Linked DNA regions of Xenopus laevis: region 1 is linked to region 2. A link is a contact called in public Hi-C data. All regions are on one chromosome and are shown on one strand. Each heading gives the region's core, a stretch centred on a gene start, on an enhancer-like site or on the middle of the called end of the contact. The rest is flanking DNA. Distances are from core to core; before and after follow the strand shown.

Region 1 (5,570 bases), core at 703-3,202, 120 kb before region 2:
GGGAAAGTATTCTATATCATACGCTGGGTAGGTGGGAAAGTATTCTATATCATATGCTGGGTAGGTGGGAAAATATTCTTTATCAAAGGCCAGGGAGGTGGGAAAGTATTCTATATCAAATGCTGGGTAGGTAGGAAAGTATTCTATATCATAAACTGAGTAGGTGGGAAGTATTCAATATCATATGCAGGGTAGGTGGGAAAGTATTCTATATCAAAAATAATATAAATGCAAGTTATACACTAAATGGCAGTGTGTTGGGAGTTTCCTTAAATGAGAAGGATCTAGGGGTCTTTGTAGATAACACGTTGTCTAATTCTGGGCAGTGTCATTCTGTGGCTACTAAAGCAAATAAAGTTCTGTCTTGCATAAAAAAGGGCATTAACTCAAGGGATGAAAACATAATTATGCCTCTTTATAGGTCCCTGGTAAGGCCTCATCTGGAGTATGCAGTGCAGTTTTGGACTCCAGTCCTTAAGAGGGATATAAATGAGCTGGAGAGAGTGTAGAGATGTGCAACTAAATTGGTTAGAGGGACGGAAGACTTAAATTATGAGGTAGACTGTCAAGGTTGGGGTTGTTTTCTCTGGAAAAAAGGCGCTTGCGAGGGGACATGATTACACTTTACAAGTACATTAGAGGACATTATAGACAAATAGCAGGGGACCTTTTTACCCATAAAGTGGATCACCGTACCAGAGGCCTCCCCTTTAGACTAGAAGAAAAGAACTTTCATTTGAAGCAACGTAGGGGGTTCTTCACAGTCAGGACAGTGAGGTTGTGATGGCTGATTCAGTTAATGCCTTTAAGAATGACTTGGATGATTTTTTGGACAAACATAATATCAAAGGCTATTGTGATACTAAGCTCTATAGTTAGTATAGGTTAGGGTATATAGAATTTAATTAAAAGTAGGGAGTATGGATACTGGGTTTTCATTTGGAGGGGTTGAACTTGATGGACTTTGTCTTTTTTCAACCCAATTTAACTATGTAATTATCTAACTATATGCTGGATAGTAAGGTCTGAGTTCTGAAGAAGATGATGGGTTGATAGGATGATATGTGTTTTGCAGTTGAAGCTGGGTGAAGTTCTAGATAAGAAGCTTGATAGCTAGGACAATAGGTGTTCTGCAGCAGAAGCTGAGTGGGTAGGGCCGTAAGTGTTTTGGTTAAGAGCAGTGATCCCCAACCAGTAGCTCATGAGCAACATGTTGCTCTCCAACCCCTTGGATGTTGCTCTCAGTGTACTGCCAAACAGGTGCTTATGTTTGAATTCCAGGCCTGGAGGCAAGTTTTAATTGTATAAAAACTAAGTATAGTGCCAAGTAGAGCCTGGTGTAGGCTGCCAGGCCACATAGGGGTTATCAAATAGCCAATCTCAGACCTTATTTGGCACCACAAGGGACTTTTTCCATGCTTGTGTCGCTCCCCAACTCTTTTTGCATTTGAATGTGACTCGCTGGTAAAAAAGGTTGGGGACCCCTGGTTTAGAGGCTCCAGGAATAAGACTATGCGTGTTCTGACTGAATCACATGCTGGTGAGTAGGACGGTAGGTAAATAAGACGGTAATTGTTCTGGATCACAGGTTAGATAGGTAGAAATTAAACGTTTAGGACCACAGCTGAACTAAACCATAGAGTTATTCGGGAGTCAATCCCCAGTATGTTATGAGGCATGCGCGCTCTACATTCCAGCACGCGTTTGTAAACAACACTTGACACGCCTCTTTCCCACCATGACCACGCCCTCGTACGCATTTTCCACTCCTGCTTTTCCTTTACCTGGAGGAGAAACAGAGTCGCCGAAGGAACACCCCCCTCCTATGATGGATGATTGGAGCAGCCAATTACATGGGGCCGATTCCTTAGCAACTGAGCTAGCGACCAATGAGATTTGACGAGAGGCGGGAGAGGAGCTGTCATACCGAGCGCAGTCCAGCAATGTTCTCAGAGCAGGTTGTAGCGAGGCTGGCGCTGGAGGTGGATAACAGGTAGGTCCCTGGTGTATGGAAGTGATCGGGGGTTAATTTGCCGTGTTTAAACTGTAGGACATTCAGAGCTCTCTATAGGGTCCATGTACTGCAGCACGGCGGGGTGGGGTGGTATTTGTGTGCTCACTTATATAACTGCATGTGCACACTCACTAGAACATACACACATGTACACCTCCCCCCCAACACGCACATATAATATATATATATATATATATATATATATATATATACATACACATACACACACACATATCATGCACATACATACATACATACTATACACCTACATACATGCCATGCACATACACCTGCATACATCCCACACATACACACACACATACCATACACACATACATACTATACACCTACATACATCCCATGCATACACACATACATACATCCCATGCACACACACATACATACATCCCATGCACACATACATCCCATACACACATACATCCCTTGCACACACATCTACACACATACTATGCACACATACATTCCATGTGCCTACACATACATGCCATATATACTTGTATACCATGCACATACAAATACATACCAGGCACATACATACCATACATACACACACACATACTGCACTTACACATACATACAGTATGCTCATATTCATACTTCACCTGCTCATGTAGCAAGATGGCATCAGTAGGGTTAGTTGGTGGCAGTAGGGTTAGATAGTGACAGTAGAGCAAGACGTAACAGTAAAGCTGTATGTTACCCTTCTGTACATAGAATACAACTCCCTGCTCTGCCCTGAATGCCAAACCATATGTCAGGCCAAGCCATAATAATAGGCATGATTTCAATTCCTTGTGAGGCAAGGCCTGAGCTGAGTTTAGTGCTGTATGGACTGGGCATAACTGTACTTTTGGGATATTATAGTATTACAAGGTCAAGCCACACCAGCAGTGCACTTTCATTACAGGGGTTCATCTTTAAATTAACTTTTAGTATGATGTAGAGAACAGTGTCGGACTGGCCCGGTGGGCCCCGACCCTTTCCCAATCAAATTCGGGGGGGGGGAAGTTTTTTTTAGGCACCTATGGATTTAGGAGCACCAAGCGACGCCTTCATGCAGGCAGTGGGTCAGAGGGGGCCCTGGACATTAGTCCCGGTGGGCCTGAGCCCCCTAGTCCGACCCTGGTAGAGAGTGATATTCTGAGACCATTTGCAATTGGTTTTCATTGTTCTTATTGTCTGTGGTTTTTGAGTTATTTACCATTTTGTTCAACGGCTTCCCAGTTTGCAATATCGGTAATCTGGTTGCTAGGGTCCACATTACCTTAACAACCGTGCATTGATTTGAATAAAAAACTGGAATATGAATAGGAAAGAGCCTCAGTGTAAAGATGAGGTATAAAAGTAGCAATAACTATAAATTGGATGCATTACAGAGCATTTGTTTTTAGATAGGATCAGTAACATTTGAAGGCTGGAAAGTGAAAAAGAAGGCAAATAATTCAAAAGCTATAAAGAAGAAAAAATGAAGACTATTTGAAATTGCTTAGAATTTGCAATCCTTTAACATATTGAAAGCTAACTTAAAGGGATACTGTCATGGGGAAAATTTTTTTTTTCAAAATGAATCAGTTAATAGTGCTGCTCCAGCAGAATTCTGCACTGAAATCCATTTCTCAAAAGAGCAAACAGATTTTTTTATATTCAATTTTGAAATCTGACATGGGGCTAGACATATTGTCAATTTCCCAGCTGCCCCAAGTCATGTGACTTGTGCTTTGATAAACTTCAATCACTCTTTACTGCTGTACTGCAAGTTTGAGTGATATCACCCCGTCCCTTTTCCCCCTCAGCAGCCAAACAAAAGAACAATGGGAAGGTAACCAGATAGCAGCTCCCTAACACAAGATAACAGCTGCCTGGTAGATCTAAGAACAGCACTCAATAGTAAAAACCCATGTCTCACTGAGACACATTCAGTTACATTGAGATGGAAAAACAGCAGCCTGCCAGAAAGCATTTCTCTCCTAAAGTGAAGGCACAAGTCACATGACCAGGGGCAGCTGGGAAATTGACAAAATGTCTAGCCCCATGTCAGATTTCAAAATTGAATATAAAAAAATATGTTTGCTCTTTTGAGAAATGGATTTCAGTGCAGAATTCTGCTGGAGCAGCACTATTAACTGGTTCTTTTTGAAAAAATTTTTTTTTCCCATGACAGTATCCCTTTAAAGGTGAGCCACCCCTTTAAGTAATATTGGTTTGGTTTTGGGTTTTCTCAGTCCATTTTTGTATTCTTATCTTAAATCAGTTTGTTAATTAATCTTGTTAGGATCTCTAATTCTTTTGTATCCCATTACAAAATGATTTGTCTCGGTCATTAAGCAGGGCAGGACTGCTGCTTACAATGGGTATCAGATAGGATCTGTGTCACTGTGACAGAATGCTCTGTTATAAAGATAGCTAGAATCTCAGCCATAAAGCAGGACAGGACTGCTGCTTACAATGGGGATCAGATAGGATCTGTGTCACTGTGACAGAATGCTCTGTTATAAAGATAGCTAGAATCTCAGCCATAAAGCAGGGCAGGACTGATGCTAACAATGGGGATCGGATAGGATCTGTGACAGAATGCTTTGTTATAATGATAGCTTGTACCTCAACCATTAAGCAGTGTAGGACTACTGCTTACAGTTGTTTCCTCCTTGTTTTTCCCTCCAGCTGAACAGCACACCGTGACATGAGTTTCCCAGCCATATTGCTTTTGTGAAATTATTTGCATGCCTCTGCTATGATGGGCTGACAGAGGAGGCCTATAACCGCGTGCATCTCTGAGAAGAGGATGACCCACAGAGCCAGCCCAGCGAAAGCCTATGACTTCCTTCTGAAGTTCCTTTTGGTTGGGGATAGTGATGTTGGCAAAGGCGAGATACTGGCAAGCTTGCAGGATGGATCCACAGAGTCGCCTTATGGTTACAATATGGGTAAGTGCTCTCTTGGTGTATATATAGCACCTATCCTATAATAAGACTGCTGCCTCGGCATCCCTTGTGGCTGGCCAATCTCTCTTATTATCCCATGGGACAGTGTGGAATATTTTGGTCCTTAGATCACACCAGTTTGGCATTTAATGCTCATTTCTCATTTAGTGCCGGTCTGTAGGGTGATGACAGTCAGCAGGTGCAACACAGGAATTCCCATTCCGTAATCCCTGTAACTCGCCACTCTTATCCGTGTCTTTTCCAGAGCTAATGGAATGTGCAGGGACATATCCAATGTGCTGTGGTTAACAATATCATAGTTGGCTTGTCTTTTATTGCTCTGTGTGGCTAATATGTCTGACACCACCTCTTCAGCCTCACCTTTAAAGGAAAGCTACTGAAGCAGTATATTTCCAATAGATTAGCTATTGGTTTAAGAACACCAGCATAGGAGAAGTAAACCTTTGCTACTAAAATCCCCTTCCCCACATAGACACCCCTCCCTGCTTTACCCCCAGCCTAGGTGGTACCTTTGCTAAATGCCCCCACACTTTACTTACCCCTCGGTGCAGATTCTGTCGAGCGGAGATCACAGACGCCATCTTCTGCCCTTT
Region 2 (5,784 bases), core at 429-2,928:
TTATTGTCAATCCTTCTTCTCACTTCAGAGATGAAGGATTGACACATGAGGTCATGCGAGGAACATCAACGGAATGTTTCAGATTTAGTCAGGAGAATGTTCTAATGCAGACCAGCTTGTGACCAAATGGATGACCCGATGTTGCCATGATTAATAATCTCTCCAGTGTTTTGGGTATCAGTCCAACTTGTGTTGCCCATGAGACATCTTACGTAGTATCTGCCATTTCTTCTACAAAGAGAAAAGTAAAATGTTTATGAGCTTGTTCTTGATATCATCGAATTACATAAGGTTTGGAAGGATTTTGTCTTTTTAAAAGCATCTCTAAAGGAGAAGCTTCTGTTGCAGAAACTACAAATACTGAAAGATATTATGTACCCTGATTACTCCCTGAAACACAGCTACTGTCCAATGAGATTTAGAACTACTTTATTTATTACACTGTTGCTGGTGATGCCTGTGGCTAAGGTTTTGCTGCAGAAGAGTAACCAGTGTGCCCTGCACAATGTTTTGGATGGTACCAAGTTAATGTGCTGCTTTCCTTTCTAGATCCTGCAGTCAAGTGATCCCATCAGACAATAATAAGTAATAAAATAAATCCAGAGTAAGATCATTGGGACAGAGCTGGGTGTGAGGGTGTTATATTTCATGCCCTTTTACTGGTAGAAATGTGATCTCCAATTTACTAGAGAGAAGGATTTCATTACCGGACATAAAAAGGGGGTGGGGATAGACAACTATATCCTTAAATTGGCCATGCACAGGCCGATAAAAGCTGTAAATTCAGCCCCTCTAGACGCAATCAGCAACTTATTGGCCTGTGTTTCGGGTTTTCCCTGTGGCTCCCCCCCAAATATCTGGGTAAAAATCTGATCAAATGAGCACAGTGGCCTAATTTGTCATTAGCAGCCCCCTGGATGTGACAGGGTGGCCAGAAATGATCCACATCTTACCCACACCCTCCCTACTACCTGCACTTTTGGAACATTCACTAGTGTGGGGTGGGAGTAACACTATGGGGGGGGGGAAGGCCCAGGAACCTTTAGTTACAATACTTAATGTGGTTTAAGTGAAGGTTAGAAAATCTCACCAGAAGAGGACCATACTTTTACATTTTAGGTGTTCTAATGCCAACGGGTCTCCACAGATCTGCGACATGCTGCTCAACCACACCCACATTGGTTCAAAAACACTGGGGATGCGCTGGAGATACAATAATTTTTAAAATTTTCCGTGCGACAATCCCCATTGCTCCAGTCCAGATGATGAAAATTTGCACAAATAAAGGGGAGGGGACAGGGGCGGCGAACGGCAGTTGGCCTAGGGGCGCCCACTATGTAAATCCAGCCCTTCGTGTGAGCGAATGCAAGCTGAAGCAGCTCAGCTAAATGTAAATGGAGCAGGGTCATGGAGCAGCTTCGCTTCTCTCAGCCTGCAAAAATACGTAGGCTGAAAGCAGAGAAGCCTACACTCAGTGTACCCATGGCCTAAGGAAGGAGTTAAACGTCATATGCAGGATGTAACAGCTAATGGGTAAATAAACATGGCGAAACTTTCATTGTTTCAGAGTTTCTTTTATTTGGTTGAATCCTATTGACATGTTACTCCCCAGGTTGTGCACTTAAAGGCTACACCCTCTCTCTCTCTCACTATTCACATGTAACTGAAGTTCCTTCCAGAGAAATCTATATTGTCTCACTTTTGGAAACTTCAAACTTCAAAAAAGGCTGGCACAAGCCTGGACCCACGAAATAGTAGAGCCGAAGTCAGATTGTAAATTAAGAACCAAGGCTGACACATTTCGTGTCTACCAGATCCCTGGTAGACGCGAAACGCATCAGCCTTGGTTCTTAATTATGGAAAATAAAATGTAAGCCTTTTTAACCCTTTTACAATCTGACTCCGTCTCTACTATTTCGTGGGTCCAGGCTTTTGCCAGCCTATTTTGAAGTTTCCTGGTATTTGCTCCCCTTGCTGAAGGTCTGGGGCGTGTGCACCCGGGCCCACCGTATACAGCGGTAAGCTCAAACAATGTATCTAAACTTAGTATATAATGGTTACATAATTGTATAGTTTGTCTCACTTTTGACCTGCTGTCTCACCTGCCCTTTAACTGTGTCTCCTTGAGACCATTTCTAAAGGGGAAGCTTTCAGTTGCAAAAACTACAAATACTAAAAGATGTTATGTACTCCGCATGAGCAGGGTACTTTCGGGGTCAGTGGAATAAATAGAAGTTACTGGGCCCCAAAGTATAATTATTTCAATGCCCCCCCAAACTTTTGGAATAAAATAAATGTCAGAAACATATACTGAAACTGTCACTAGACCCCTATACTTTCTGGGGGCTTCCTATATAGTAACACCCCTCACTTCATGTATTAATTCTGTATATACTGATCACATTGCTGTTTGTGTGGACAGAACAGGACATCCGGTGGCATAACTACAGTGCCAAGGGCCCTGTGGCATATCTTGGTACTGAGCCCTACCCCACCACGCACCCATGTAAAAATTCATACTGTGGTGTGATCTTATAAAAAAAAATCCCTGTGGGCCCCTTGGGTGCAATTGCATCCCTTGCACCAATTACAGTTTCGTCACTGGATAAATCCCCCCTGTAGCTAGTGATGAGCTAAATTTTTTACAAATTTTCTCCACAAAAAAGTGGCCCATAGACTTCAATGGGTGAAAAAAATTGTTGTGCCACAAAACAATTTGACTCCCATAAACTTTAAAGGGGAACTGTCGCAAAAATTACAATTTAAGCATACTGAAATAAGAAACTTTGTAAAAACAATCAATTAAATATTCTGTACTGTTTTTGAAATAATCAAGTTTATGTTTACTATCCTTCTCTCAGCATCTGATTCTCTCCATTCTGTCTTTATGCAGCAGTTGGGTATCAGATCGTCATTGACAGTTAGATCCAATATATCTTATAGGGGGGCTTCCTTTTCTAGCAGATGAATTAGAACTCATACAAATAACTGATTCCAGTGCAAACAAAATTCAACAAAATAACTGCCTTTTGCACAAATCCTGCATGTAGAGAGACATATGATGTCTTGTGATTTTAATAGAGTGAGCTCTAGTACATCTTCTAGGCAAAAGGAGCCCCCCCTATAAGATATATTGGATCTAACTGTCACTGAATATCTGAGACCCAACTGCTGCATGAAGAGAAACAGATGCAGAGAGAGGGATAGTGAAGATAAACTTGATTATTTCAGAAAGAGTACAGAATTGTTAATTGATTGTATTTCGAAAGTTTCTTATTTCAGAATGATGAAGCTTATATTAAATTCTCATTTCGCGATAGTTCCCCTTTAATACAGTTTGGTGAATTAATGCAGTTTCGCGATTTTTTGGCAAAGTGAAACATGTCAGATTCGCCCATCTCTACCTGTCCCACTACCTACCTTGTCACTATCTCACCTTCCCCGACATCACATTGCCTTATTATACACACCATCTCACAATTAATTGAGTTAACTAGCACACAATTAAAATCCTTCTCTCTATACAAACACTACAATTAAATGAATCCCCATCTTTGGTCTCATGACTTATCTATTCCATACTGGCAAATATATTTGCAGCCCCCATTCCTACCTTCAAAAAGCCATTTAATGCCAGTTGTCCTTTTCTTCAGCCTTGTGTGTGCCATGGGAGAAGGGGGGCAATTAACAAACACCCTTCCTGTGTCACCAAATAATCCTGAATTCACAGATTTTATCAGAATAATAGTGAAAGTGTTCAAATGTTTGTATTTTTCTAGCAATCAATTTTTGGGGGACAAACATGAAATGTCCATTAAGTTTTTGTTGTTAGAAAGGAACTAGTGTCCCCCTATAATAAATGAAATATCTGATAGGTTACAGCATGAGCTCTAGATCCTTGTTGGAAAGCTCTACATTGCCAGTGTACCACAGCATCCACAAGACTAGGCTCAGAGCAATGATAAGGGCGCCTGTGTATATATAAAAGTCAAAGGCAGCAAGGCTGGCAAATATCCCGATGAGAAGCAGAATAATCCCGGCAACATCAAATATGATGGCGATGATGAAGAGCAACGAGCAGCGACCAATCACTTTTCCAAACTTCATCGTGGGTCTAAATGTAATAAGAGCCAAAGGGAGTGAGATGATCTGTTGAGAGGTGAGCGGTCACATCTCCCACGGCTCCTGCTTGTTACTGTCTCATGACACGAATTGATGCTCTTTAAATAGTCCACACCTTGTATAACAATACGACTGCATGGCGAGGTCAATACACCTTGGGCTGTAACGTCACCCGACTGGTTATAGAGTTCCAAGCCTGAAAAACCAGATTTTTTGAAGTCCAAAGAAGCCGTGTCTCTCCGTCACCAGTAAATTATTATCTACATTTAGTACCTGTGGAAGGCTAGGTGGCACTTTAACCCCCTATAAAAACAAAAGTGGCAGTGTCTTATAATTCAGTATCCTAGCAGTAGCAAGGAGAATTAAGGCAAAAAGAATTAAAGGGGTGGCAAACATTACCATTATATGGACATGGAATCAGAAATATAATATATAATTTGTCTTCAGTTTGTATCTTTAATGTAACGATTTGCCTTTCTGCCCTACATACTTGAAAAGAGAAACTGCATGTGACCTGTGGTTCGTACGGTTGCAATGGGAAAACAAATTGATTGGGAGTTCCTGGGTGCAAGTCAGCCTAGCAACCAAGGTGTAGTTTACACAGTAAAATATGTACTTCAACAACTAGGTTTTGCATCTTTTTTAGGGGCAATGAAATAGCTGCCTTATCTTCATCACCATTGATATTAAATTAAATTTATACTGGGCAGGTAGTGATAGTGTCACCATATTGCCTTAGGAGATCTTGTCTTATTGTCTCCATCCTGTCCTACTTTCCCATCTAGCCTTAAGGTGGCAATAGATGTGCAGGTTTACCTGCAGTATCGGACAAACGAACGGACTTCCCCATCTCCCGATCTGCCACTAACCTTTAGTTTAAAAAAGGGACCCTTGAACTGTTGCATCGAGGAAAGTTTGATGGAGATGCCCAGATATATTTTCGATTTGAAGTTTATACCATGCTGCGGGAAACCCGTCTGGGCCTGGTGTTTTGCCCTGCGGAAGAGCAGCTATCGCCTCTCGAACCTCCTGCAGAGTAATTGGAGCATCCAATGCAGCTGCCTCGTTTTGCAACAGTCTGGGAAATGTGACCTCATCAAGATAGTCCCCAATTGTTGTTGGGTGTAAGTAGCTAGATTTTTAAAATGTTCCGTGCGCAATCCCCATTGCTCCGGTCCCAATGATGAAGATTTGCATGAATAAGGGGGAAGGTACAGGGGAGAGGAACAGCAGTGGGCCTAGGGGTGCCCACTGTGTAAATCCTGCCTTGAGTCCATTGACTGTTGTTGGGACTTGTATTCTGACAATAACTGGAAGATAAATTACTTTAGCATTTCTGCATTTCATAGGCCCCTACGTCTGATATTATTATTAACATGTATTTATAGAGTGCCAACATATTTCACAGCACTGATAGAAAAGTGCCCTCTGCAGAAATGTATGCTCATGTACAAATATCCAGCAGGGAGTGTCAGCATCCAGCCAAGAACAGGTCTGACTGGGTGCAAATAAAAATAAATTTTTTACCAGCAACTTGATCTATTTTTTTTTTATTTACACAATGTTATGTGTCAATCTACACTATGAACGCAAGTGTGATAAAACCTTGCCTCACAACACACACTTTCTTTTAACTGCTGCTTACATGCTTTCACTTGATAT

Evidence for each region. Hi-C and Micro-C count contacts between places; a contact is called where the count stands out from the background.
Region 1: a contact with region 2 is called in a Hi-C map of the XTC cell line, with 3 times the contacts expected there. The contact joins the promoter of rab40b.L here to the enhancer-like site in region 2. A contact is called at or near these places in 2 of 4 Hi-C or Micro-C datasets (the XL177 cell line and the XTC cell line).

The regions. Positions count from the first base shown.
Region 1 is chr9_10L:51,019,306-51,024,875 of Xenopus_laevis_v10.1, reverse strand. It overlaps rab40b.L (RAB40B, member RAS oncogene family L homeolog), which reads left to right and starts at 1,952. Exons shown (of 7, transcript NM_001093844.2): 1 at 1,952-1,989; 2 at 4,694-4,959. The coding sequence starts at 4,818.
Region 2 is chr9_10L:50,897,210-50,902,993 of Xenopus_laevis_v10.1, reverse strand. LOC108701168 (a long non-coding RNA gene) reads right to left here and starts at 5,467. Exons shown (of 2, transcript XR_001933114.2): 1 at 3,614-5,467; 2 at 1-231. Within about 2 kb of position 1,678, at least 1 of the 7 cell types and tissues checked has an H3K27ac peak or open chromatin away from gene starts, as enhancers often do.